Regions from separate parts of the Mus musculus genome. Here region 2 is linked to region 1. Evidence: chromatin contacts called from public Hi-C data. All regions are on one chromosome and are shown on one strand. Each heading gives the region's core, a stretch centred on a gene start, on an enhancer-like site or on the middle of the called end of the contact. The rest is flanking DNA. Distances are from core to core; before and after follow the strand shown. Region 1 overlaps Med27 (mediator complex subunit 27). Region 2 overlaps Med27 (mediator complex subunit 27).

Region 1 (5,355 bases), core at 2,029-4,528:
CTGTGGAGATTCAAAATGGACTAATTTCTAACCGACTGTTAAAAACAAGAAACACACCTTTAAGCAGGCCTCCTACCCACACTGTGGAGAGGGACCTGAGCTAAACTCCAGGGTGACAGGTAAATCTTCACTGGACTCTGTAAATGATCTGTCCTTGCTATCTCAAGGCACTACACATAACATGTGAATGAATAACAACATGTACTTTGAATAAAAACATATAAAGTAGAATTTAATTTTCATTTGAAGGTTCAGGAAGGCGTGCATAGATTTCCCAGTATCGACATGATTCATTAATTATAAGCAACCAAGATATTTACTCCAACTGTCTGTTAGGAGAGCTTTTATAAGTTCATCTAGGCACCACTGTAATGACATTACTTTTAGCAGCATTATTTGGGAGGAGAACTGTGTACTCTGTGTACATTGAGGAAACACATGTGCAGGGAGAAGACATGGCTTGGCCTGGGTGTGCATGGAGGAGACAGAACAGTCGTGGTAACGTCCACACTGGCAGGCAGGTGTCTTTCTACAGGTTGTGGGTGTGGAAAGGATGTGGCACCCAGATAAATGGGAACCCCAGGCTGAGACCCAGTCTAGCCAGAAGCTGCACCTTTGGGGCCGATCCTTCATTTTCATCCACCATGTATGTGCAAACAGGGCCTGAATTTCTTCCAAGTTCTAATGAACATGTCAATCTGTACTGTATCTCTTTGGTGCCTGCTTTGAAAAGAGAATGCACAGAAGAAAGGCATGAGGCCTGACTCCACCGTCGACCCTTTGTCACAGCTCTCTGCTAAAATCCTGGAACACTCGATACTCACAAAACTCATTTGGGACATACTGCTGCCACCACATATAATAGTTGCCATGACATATGAATAGCTAACACTTAGTGATTGCCATCTGGGACATGATGTGAGCTGTGTTTCCATTATTGTCACCCTGTTTGACAAAGGAAAGGATTAAGATGAGTAATTTCAAAGAGGCTGGGAACATGGCATGCAGATAAACAGAAACTCCAGGCCGAGACTCAGTCTAGCCAGAAGCAGTGCAGTTTGGGCTGACCCTTCCTCATTTTTATCTACCACAAATCCTAAGCACTAATAAGGATTCTCTCTATCTCTAGGGTCTAACCTAAACCCACTAATATGCAGCAGTTTCTTGAGCTGCTTTCTGTGGAAAGTTTCTGTTTCAAACACTATCTGCCACGTTGGAAGACGGAGTCAAACAAAGCACACACCCTTGTCCTGGGGACTGAGGGGAACGAATGCTGGTGCTCAGCACCAGAGTTGAGGAAGAGCGGAACCAGCAGGTAAGCATCTCATTCAAGCTCAGAGCCCACTGCAGAGCCAACTACACCTGACATGAATTCCGAGAGACCTGAAGTTTTGTTGAGGGGGGGACACATGGGTGCTTACGCAGATGGGTTAAAACTCAGATCAACATACCTGACAGTCTACTCAACCATATGGAGTCCTTTGTAGGTAAAACCCACCAGAGTAGGGAAGGCCCAACAGTCTGACTGGCTGCTGCTTCACTCCCAGTCCATACTGTGTCAGAGGCAATACTGCAATGCTGGAGATCAGTGTCTGCTTGAAGAATCTCAAGGATGTGGAGTACTGGTCTCTCCTTTATCTGTTTTGTTCACTAGTCTGACCTCTGCAGGAGGACCTGAGATCATTACAAGCCCACAAGGCAGAGGGCCTCACTGTTCACCATGACAGATGAGGAGCATCTTTGTGAATGTCACCACTGAAGGTTGGCAAAACCACTTTAGAGTGAATGCATTTTCTTTCCTCATCCCAATCAAACATAGAATCAAGCCCAGTTCATATGCTACAGAATGTACATAGCTTACATTTTCTTCTTTGGGAGAGGTCTCCTGCCCTCTGCCACAATATAAAGCCCACCATGGCTGTGCCAGCCCCCGCCCAAGACTATCATCTATGTCTGAGCAAAGGAATCCCACATGGCCAACTGAAAGAGAAAGAAAGGGCCCAAGTTTGGTCTACGGATGGGCCATCTGATAAGTGAGCACCAGCCAGTCACACGTATCAGCTGACTTACAGATTGGCTTTAAAAATCAGCAACGAGGGGTGATTTTTCGCAGTGATGGGGACTTCAGTAACACTGTACACTCCACAGGAGTAGTAGCAAAGGTTATGTGATACATGGTCTCATAAGTGGCCCACCTAGATTGGTAAGTCAGGACAAGGACAGAAGTAGACATATGTGTGGGCACATGGGGAATGGAAAGGGTGGAAGAGCCCACATGTCATCACCAACCCTCAAGGAAAAGGCACTGGGCAACTAGAAGGCAGACTCCTAGCCCACTGTCTACCCAGTGTATCCACTCAAAGTGGCCATGGTAGCAGAAATGGCCGAACATGAATATACCCTTCTTGAAGTGATCTGGCTACTGATGCCAATCAATATCTGCCGGCAAGAGAGACTAATACTGAGTAGCCAGCATCTGCTTGGTGAAGCTGATGAGCTGACATCTTCTATTCTAGAGGGCTAGCAGTCTACTCTCACAAGAATGATGCCTGTGATGCCAGGACATCACTATGCAAAAATGAGGTACCATCCCCCAAGATACAGGATATGGATCAAACCAGAGAGGATCAGTAGGATGCTGTGCCTCTGAGGGAAAGAATACACAGGTCTGAGAGTCAAGGGGAACTAAGAGAAATGTCTCTTCACTCAGAAGAGACTTGGAACATCACTGTCCTGGGACTCTGACCAGGGGGAATGCAGTTCCACTGTATCATGGCATGGCTGCCTCCTGGGTACTCTGCAATCTGGTCTTAGAATCTGGGAGCACAGAGGTGTTATCATCTTGCCTCAGCACTGGCTCTGAGAAGCAGGCAGTGGATGAGGAGGAGTCCAGGTGGCTACCCTCATGGTGTCCTAGTATACTCACCCATTGTGACTCTAGGTGCCTGGTCTTAGAGGGGCCTGGTGATGGGGCTCAGGTGTGGCAGGAATGAAGCTGTGTGTCTCCCTGGGCCAGCTCTGCACTAAGGGTGAGTAGAACCCAGAATGATAGCTCAGCAGAGTATCAGTGACAGCAACAGCATTCACCATTGGTGTTGGAAGTTGTGAGAGCATGCTTCTGGGGTTGGGGAATCAATGACTAGCATTCTGAAACACCACTATATGGTACCAGAATTGAGACTGTTACAGAGCAGGGTTGGTGAGATTCAGTCCCTGTGGCCAGCTGTGGGGACAGTCAGCTCCCAGCTGTCCGGCTCCTTCAGCACCTGCCCCAGCTGTGTGTTGAAGCCTCACTGCAGTGTAGCCTTCTTGGAGTCCCTGCAGTTTTTGACTGAGTGAGGCAGTATACAGAAGGGCACCTCCTACTGAGCACCAGGCAGTGCTGCTCCAGACATTTCCCAGGAGGTCAAGGGCCTGTTGGATGTAGGCAAATTGTTCTCCGGTGGCCTAGACCCTTTCTTCCCCTTCCTTTCCCAGGTACTGACCCCTAATAAACATACCATACATCAGCACCCATGCCTTATACAGTTAACAAGTAGGGCTGCCAGAATCCTCACACCCAGCTCTGCTTCAGGGGACTGGACAGAGTGTGAGTGCCAGTGTCAGCACACCTATAGCTGAGGAGAGGACTGCACCTTCAGAATGACTCAGTTTTCCCTCTGTGGCAGACTGGCTTTGGCCAGTGAGCTGTCATCTCATTCCATGGACTCATTTGTAGCACAGAAGTATCTGTCCACCCTGGCTGATAAAGTACTGCCTCTGCCAAAAAGCAGTGTGCACCGGGCAAGGCTCCAGGGCCACCAGGCACACTGAAGCATAAAGCTCTGCAGTAGAGGGAGCCACACCCTTCCACCTGCAAAGAATCTGGAGCCGAGGGCTTGACACTGGGTTCACGGACAGATCTCCAGTAAGTGGGGAGATGATCTCTAAGAAGAGCAAAGCAAAGCAGAGGAAGGGTTCAGAGATCATGCAAAATCGTGGGGAAAGACAGATGTAACTATGTCCTATATCCCGGATTTTTCTGCCTCTCCTAATCCATCTTACTCGAGGGAAGAGGGACGCAAGCAGGGCTATTCTGAGAAAACCTCAGGAACTCAGATGAGTTCTCTGCGGCCAGAGTTTCTCTAACACAGGAGGTGGTGGAAGAGATGCCTCCTGGCTCTTCCAGTCTGAGTTTCATGGTGGCCCAAATATGCTTCCTCAAGAATACAGAAGTTCCTTTGGGGTGAGGACAGTTCTGCATAGTGTCTACATGTCTGCTGAACAAACTGCATTGAATTAATTGGTCATAAGGGACCTCTAAATTCTAAGTGTTCCTTTGTTAAAAATAAAAATCTGCCAAAAACCATATTTTTGAGAAAACCCATTCCAGCCCACATGTGATGTGGAAAGTCAGATCTGTGCACAGCCTGTGGGGGGTAAGGTCCATTTCAACTGACAGAAAAAGGTTTAGATGAGGGAGAAAATACAATTGGTAGCTTCAACTTAATGCATTACATAATTTCATTGTTACAGTTTTCTAACAGCCCAAGTCTGAACCCTCTTCCCACTTCAAATCAACTTCTTCTTCTTTTTTTTTTTTTAATGTGCCGAATGGGAAGAAGGGTTTTCTAGAACCACCATGCTTGGAAATCATGCTCACAGTATTGGTAAGAATGAAGTAAATGTTACTCTAAGCCCCATGAGAGAATTACAGGGCTCTTTTCTTTAGAGCCCCGTGATGCCCGGTGAGTCCCTCTGATGGCAAGAAATCCTCAGATTGTCCCATTACTTGGGGAGCTGGAAAAGCTGCCATGAACAAAGTCCCTAAAGCCAAAAGTCACAGCCCTTCAACGGTGTGCCCGAGCTCCAGAACATATTGGAAAGAGACCTGGGGACATGCATAGTACTTTAGGAGTCTCTTTGCAGACTGGACAAAAGAAAACCTGGGGACCACCCTGTCCCATGTGTGTATTTTCCAAAGTTCAAAATAAAGTTGTTTTTAATTTGATCTGAGACCAAAGTCTTGATACAGAAAGTTAAGGATGAGGTCATTAGACAATGAGGTCACTGGGTGAAAGGTGAGAGACAGGGTGAGCAGGGGAAGTGTCTGCTTAGCAGGCCTTACTCTGATTGCAAGAATATTTACTCATGCCCTACTGCTTATTCAGCATCCAGCATGGTGGGCATCAGGTTTTCTTCCCCGAATCATGAAAGTGAACACAAAGTGGAACTTAGTGCAAATGAGTGAGGATAATGTCGATTTAAGCCAGGCCTAGTGGCCCTCATAATCCCAGCTCTTGGGAGGCAGAGGTGGGAGGTTCACCACAAATCTGAGGCCAGCTTCATCTATACAGTGTTCTAGACCAGCCAGGG
Region 2 (4,968 bases), core at 1,436-3,935, 92 kb before region 1:
ATCATCATCATTACTCTTAAAAAATTTAAAAACTTGGTGTGTGTGTGTGTGTGTGTGTGTGTGTGTGTGTGTGTGTGTGTGTGGTTACAACCCCCAGGAGTCAGCTCTCTGCTCCTACCATGTGGGTCCTGTAGACCTTTACCTGCTGAGCCATCTCGCAAGCAGCGGAAATTCTTGTCATTACAAATATAGTTAAAAACAAAAGAGAACGTGCCAAGTAAAATCATTAATTCTGAGAACAAGAATCAACCCAGGACCAACACGCACAGACTTGTTGGTCCTCAGCCTCAGTGGGATACTGTGACACACCAGTGGCCAGCAGGCCCACGGCAGCAGTGAGGCAAACTATTTGTGGGCAATTGGGAGGGCCAGTCTAGGGCAGGGCCAGTGAGGGCCATCCTGAAGTTGTAGCCCAGAGTGAGGGCGGCTCTGCAGCCATGCAAGCTAGCCCAGGATCCCCAGTGTCCTGAGGTGGCTTTAGGCCCAGATGGACTTTACCCCAGTAGAGGAGATCTTGGCTCCATGCTTCACGGCAGGACAGGCTAAGTTCTTCCCCAGTAAGCCCCACTCTCTCTCCTGCTTGGTGCAGCGTGCTCCCTGCCCTCCTCCTCCATCCCCCACTCCCTGACCGCTTTCCTGCTCAGCGTGCTCCCTGCCCTTGTTCTCTCCCCACTCTTGTTCACGCTGTGGCCCCAGGCCTAGAACCACAAGGCATACAGCAGGTACCCAATGCATACGTTAATTAAAGAGAGGCCGGTGGAAATGCCCACTCCTGGGGACAGCACAGCTCTCCCACAGAGACATTCCTGGTGCCTGCGCTGTACAAGCCTGAGGAAGTTCTTTCCCTGGGTGACTTTCAAGACAAACGTACCCCACCTCCCCACTCCGGTGCCAGGCCTGCTTTTATTTTAAGCACCCTGACAGACAGCTTTCTAAACTGAGCAGTGCTTTTCTTCCCAAGCAGTAGTACCAACCGTGACATGGCTGTGGTGACTGCTGGGGAGACAGCCTGTTGGCTGTCTTTTTCTTAAAATGCCCACCAAAGTGCTGTTGCCCCCTAGCTTCACGCATGGCTACTTTCCTGAGATGGGTGCTGTCCATAGCACTGACTCTCCTGAGGGGTCAGAGCCATCTATCTGTCCAACTGCTGGAGCTGGCCTGCCTCAGTCCTGTGACCCAGAGGTGACATCCAAGGCAGGGTTGCTTGCTTGGATGCAGTTTTTGTGTTTCTTTCTTCTCAGTTAATACAAACGACCACCATGTGAAATTCTCGAAAGCCTCAGAAGCTACAAAGACATCCCACAGGTGACCATGTGAGAGGGTCTGTATCCCACTTCTAATCTCCACAAGCATATATGAGCGAGTCCCTGTCTGGTTGCTGCCATCAGTGGGAGCAGAGAAAGGTGTCTCTAACCGGGCATGCCTCTGTAGTGCATCATGGTTTCACACTACCTGCTTGCTCCCTGTAGCCTATCAAATTTGGGACCTCTAACCAAATCTGACAGGCTTTCTCCCTGCTCCTGGCCTGTCTTCCCCATCTTTATTTGAGCTCCCGTTTCCTCGACTGACAGACAGTGGTCCAGGTGAGGGTCTGAAAGCTGGTCTTGCAATGTGCAGGGAAGGCCTGCACCTGAGCTGGGGTGGGGGGGCGGGCTGGCCAAGAGGCCCGGCTGAGTCAATGAGAACCATCTTCTGCAGATACGGAGGCGCCAGGCACTCTCTGACTTGGCATCTGATTCACAGGCAGGGCACCTAATTAGACCGGCCATTCTTGGCCTGCCATCTGCTAAATCTAGCCTTCTTTTCAAAGAGTCCCACTAAAAGTACTCTTTAACTGCCAAACGGTGGCAGGTTTTGCTCTGGCAACTGATGTGGTTGGTCATTTAGTCTCTCAATATCCCATCACCAATCTCAGCAACATTTTAATAGGAGGCAACAAAACCAGCTGACTTCTGAGTCTCCTCAACTTCTTCCCCAGCTCCATTCCTCGTTTTCTGATTCCCATGGCTAAACTTTCAGGGCTGGGTAAAGCTCCACCCATGCACTCTCCCCAGTCCTCAAAGCTTTATTCCACTTGCAATGTGTGTGTGTGTGTGTGTGTGTGTGTGTGTGTGTGTATGTGAGGTATATATAAAATAGTTTTACACTTTCAATAACAAAATTGTGTTTTGTTCAGCATTGAAGATGTAGTAAAAACATGCCAGTGCAACAAAAGATTGCTATTAACTAATTTTGTGAGGACCTAGGTTTGGGCCCATTGTGCTGTAAGCTAATGATGTTCCTGGGAGATAAAAGCAGTCTGCTTGCCAGGCCTGCTTGTCGTTGAGGGAGGCCAGGGAAGAGCACTAATGCTCCTGAGAGACCAAGGCCAAGGAGGATGCGTTGCCTGCAGGTTGAGTGCTGGGCTGAAACAAAGCTTGTAAAAACATCAAAGTGCTTGGAACCTAGGGGAAGCAGGCAAGGAGGGGAGGCCGGGAAACAAAATTACCAAGCAGACATGGACAAGCCAGGGTACCATGGATGCAAGGTGGAGAGTGATTCGTGCCAGGCTGGAGATCCAGAAGCCTTGCTTCCCCTCACTGCAGGGAACCAGAGGCCAGCCCGGCTCCCTGTGGGCTCCCATCTGGAGAGCCAAGACAGCAGGCTGGATTGAATGAAGTTCCCTCTGCCTCAGTTTAAGGCTGTGAAAGTCTTTATGTACCCAGATGGAGGAGAACTGAGTGGGGTGGGGAGTGGGGAGGGCAGAAGGACTCTTTCAGGAGACCTTGAAGCAGCTGCCAGTCAACACTCTGGAGAGGGGCTGCCAGTCAAAGCAGTGTCCCTAAGTTCCTCTGCCATACTGAGGTGCAGAGTGCCCCAAGACACCCTTCCAGGCTGGAGCTGTTCTAGAAAGCAGGTGGAGCTGCGGCGGGGCAGTGCATGTGGTCAGCCCTCTGGGCGACAGGCTCACTGCTCCATAACTGGTCCTGCCCTTCCTACGAGCAGGATGACCTTGGGTATGGACTCTATGGGTCAGGAGAGAGACAGCATCTGACCCCACTCAACCCTCACATCAATGACGGTGGAGGGACCATTCCAAGTGCCATTTGCAAGTCAGGGAAGACTGGGAGTTCAAGGGACTTACTTAGGTTAGGTGGCAACTGAGCAGCAGGGCAGGGCTTGTCCAGGCCACACAACCTGAACTGAGGGTCAGTCTCTGACCTATACCCAGTAGCCTCCCACTGGAGGACTTCCTGGGTGGACAAGTGTTTTGAGTGGTGCCAAATCATGGGCTCTCTCCTCTCCTAGGGAAGGGCTTGGACAGATACCCAAACCTTGGACAAGTTTCCTTCCTTGCTTGCTAGAGCCTCTGCCTATTTGCTGCTAAGCACGAGGCTCTCTTTCTGTACTACACTGGCCAGAGGGACAACTGAATTCATCTCCTGCCCATGTTACACGGGAGCAGTAGGATGAGGAGGGCTGCAGTACACAGTGATTCAGAGGAAGTACAGAACACAGGAGGTTGGGGGTCCTGGAGATAGTGCAGAAGCCATGTGTTCCCCCGTCCAGGGATGAGTCTGGGACACACCCCTGCCCCAAGCCCAGGAGCCAAAGTGGTGACCTAGGAAAGGTTTGGAGAGGGAAGGCTCTTAGACCTACTGCTGCCAGGCACACTTCCCTGAAAGGGAAGGCTCTGCAAGTGAGAGGATGGAGACCACCATAGCAGCCAGGGGTAGGAACAACCATGTGGTCTGCAGCAGGGACCCTCGGCTGTGTGTGCTCCTCCTCCCCCACCTCATTTCCACACAGCTCTAACCTGGGGTGGTTTAGTTTTTATAGAACGAGAGACCCTTGAGTGTCTTCAGGGGCTCAGGAGACCTCTCAGGGGGAGGCATTAGTACCTGCAGGAACCACACCCAGCTTTAGAAGCTGTTGAGGGGCGCTGCCTAAGAGCTCAGAATATGAGGAAGCCCAGGCCACCAGGAGCAGGACAGCAGCCTAGGTGAGCTGGCCTCAGCCTCCAGCAAATCCTCCATCCTTTCTAGACAGCTTCACTGATCCTTAGAGCCAAACACCCAAGGCGTGTCCCTGCCAGGCTAGGGACTTGGGGCTGCTATTAAAAGCATCTCCTGCGAGGTACCCAAGTAACTACAGCTGCTTATTTAAGAGAGAATTTGGTGATGATTTGTCTCTGGCCTCCCTCCGGGCAGCACTAGCCCCCACATGCATGCTGTAAAGGTAGACTGTGACTTGGTGGAGGGTAGGGAGCCTGGGTGATGGTGGGTGGCCTGGTCCTGCAGGTTCCCAGTTATTCATTGCCAGCACTCAGCTAAGCAGCACCATCTCTGGCCCTCCCCAGGTGTGACTTTAAAACCCGTTTTTAAAAAGAGAGGGTCTTATTCTGTAACCTGGCTGGCCTGGGACTTACTATGTATGTTATGCTGGCCTCAAACATACAGGTAGGTTGAGGCCCTCTCCCTCCCTATCCTGTATGTTGGGTCTAACGGTGTGCACCACTATGCCAGCTACAACTGTTAAAAAAAAAAAAAAAGACAGCAGATGCCAGAGCAAGAGAGGTGCTATATTTGTGCTTCACTCCAGGTGCCCACCTGATGCCTTGATATAATGCCATCTTTGCAAGGCCCTGGTTTTGCTACCTCCTCTTCCTAGCTCTGGGTTTCCAAGGCTGGCAGCAAACTGAATGTGTCACTAATGTGCTCATGCCCTCCTCACCCAGCACGGAGACATCGAAGCAGCCTTAGGAGAGCGAAGATGCTTTAACACTGAGGAGGGGCCAGCCCAGGCATCTGGGGCTCCCAACAACAGCAATCCCACCCTTGTGAGGAGGAGCCCCACACAATGCTCAGGAGTAAATTATTTGTGGGCTCTGGAGCCAGCTATGGGAGCCTGGTGTGTTAAGGGCTTAAAGAGATGGCAGCCTGCGAGCAGCCCTGCACGAGCTTTAGGATGGATCCTGAAGGCAGCCTT

Evidence for each region. A called contact is a pair of places that touch in the nucleus more often than the background predicts.
Region 2: a Hi-C map of the N1E-115 cell line shows a contact between it and region 1, with 2.7 times the contacts expected there. The contact joins two enhancer-like sites. A contact is called at or near these places in 5 of 484 Hi-C or Micro-C datasets (the HL-1 cell line, the N1E-115 cell line, adipose-derived mesenchymal stem cells and 2 more), 2 of 115 datasets of contacts at active chromatin or transcription factors (embryonic basal ganglia and embryonic stem cells) and 2 of 9 other capture datasets (adipose tissue and embryonic stem cells).

The regions. Positions count from the first base shown.
Region 1 is chr2:29,425,289-29,430,643 of GRCm38.p6, reverse strand. All of the region lies in intron 3 of Med27 (mediator complex subunit 27), which reads right to left. Among named protein-coding and RNA genes, the nearest start is that of Mir133c, 47 kb to the left of the region's middle. Within about 2 kb of position 3,278, at least 11 of the 459 cell types and tissues checked have an H3K27ac peak or open chromatin away from gene starts, as enhancers often do. A contact at or near this core is called in the N1E-115 cell line, where this site is marked.
Region 2 is chr2:29,517,223-29,522,190 of GRCm38.p6, reverse strand. The region is part of intron 6 of Med27 (mediator complex subunit 27); the gene reads right to left. Among named protein-coding and RNA genes, the nearest start is that of Gm30761, 27 kb to the left of the region's middle. Within about 2 kb of position 2,685, at least 3 of the 459 cell types and tissues checked have an H3K27ac peak or open chromatin away from gene starts, as enhancers often do. A contact at or near this core is called in the N1E-115 cell line, where this site is marked.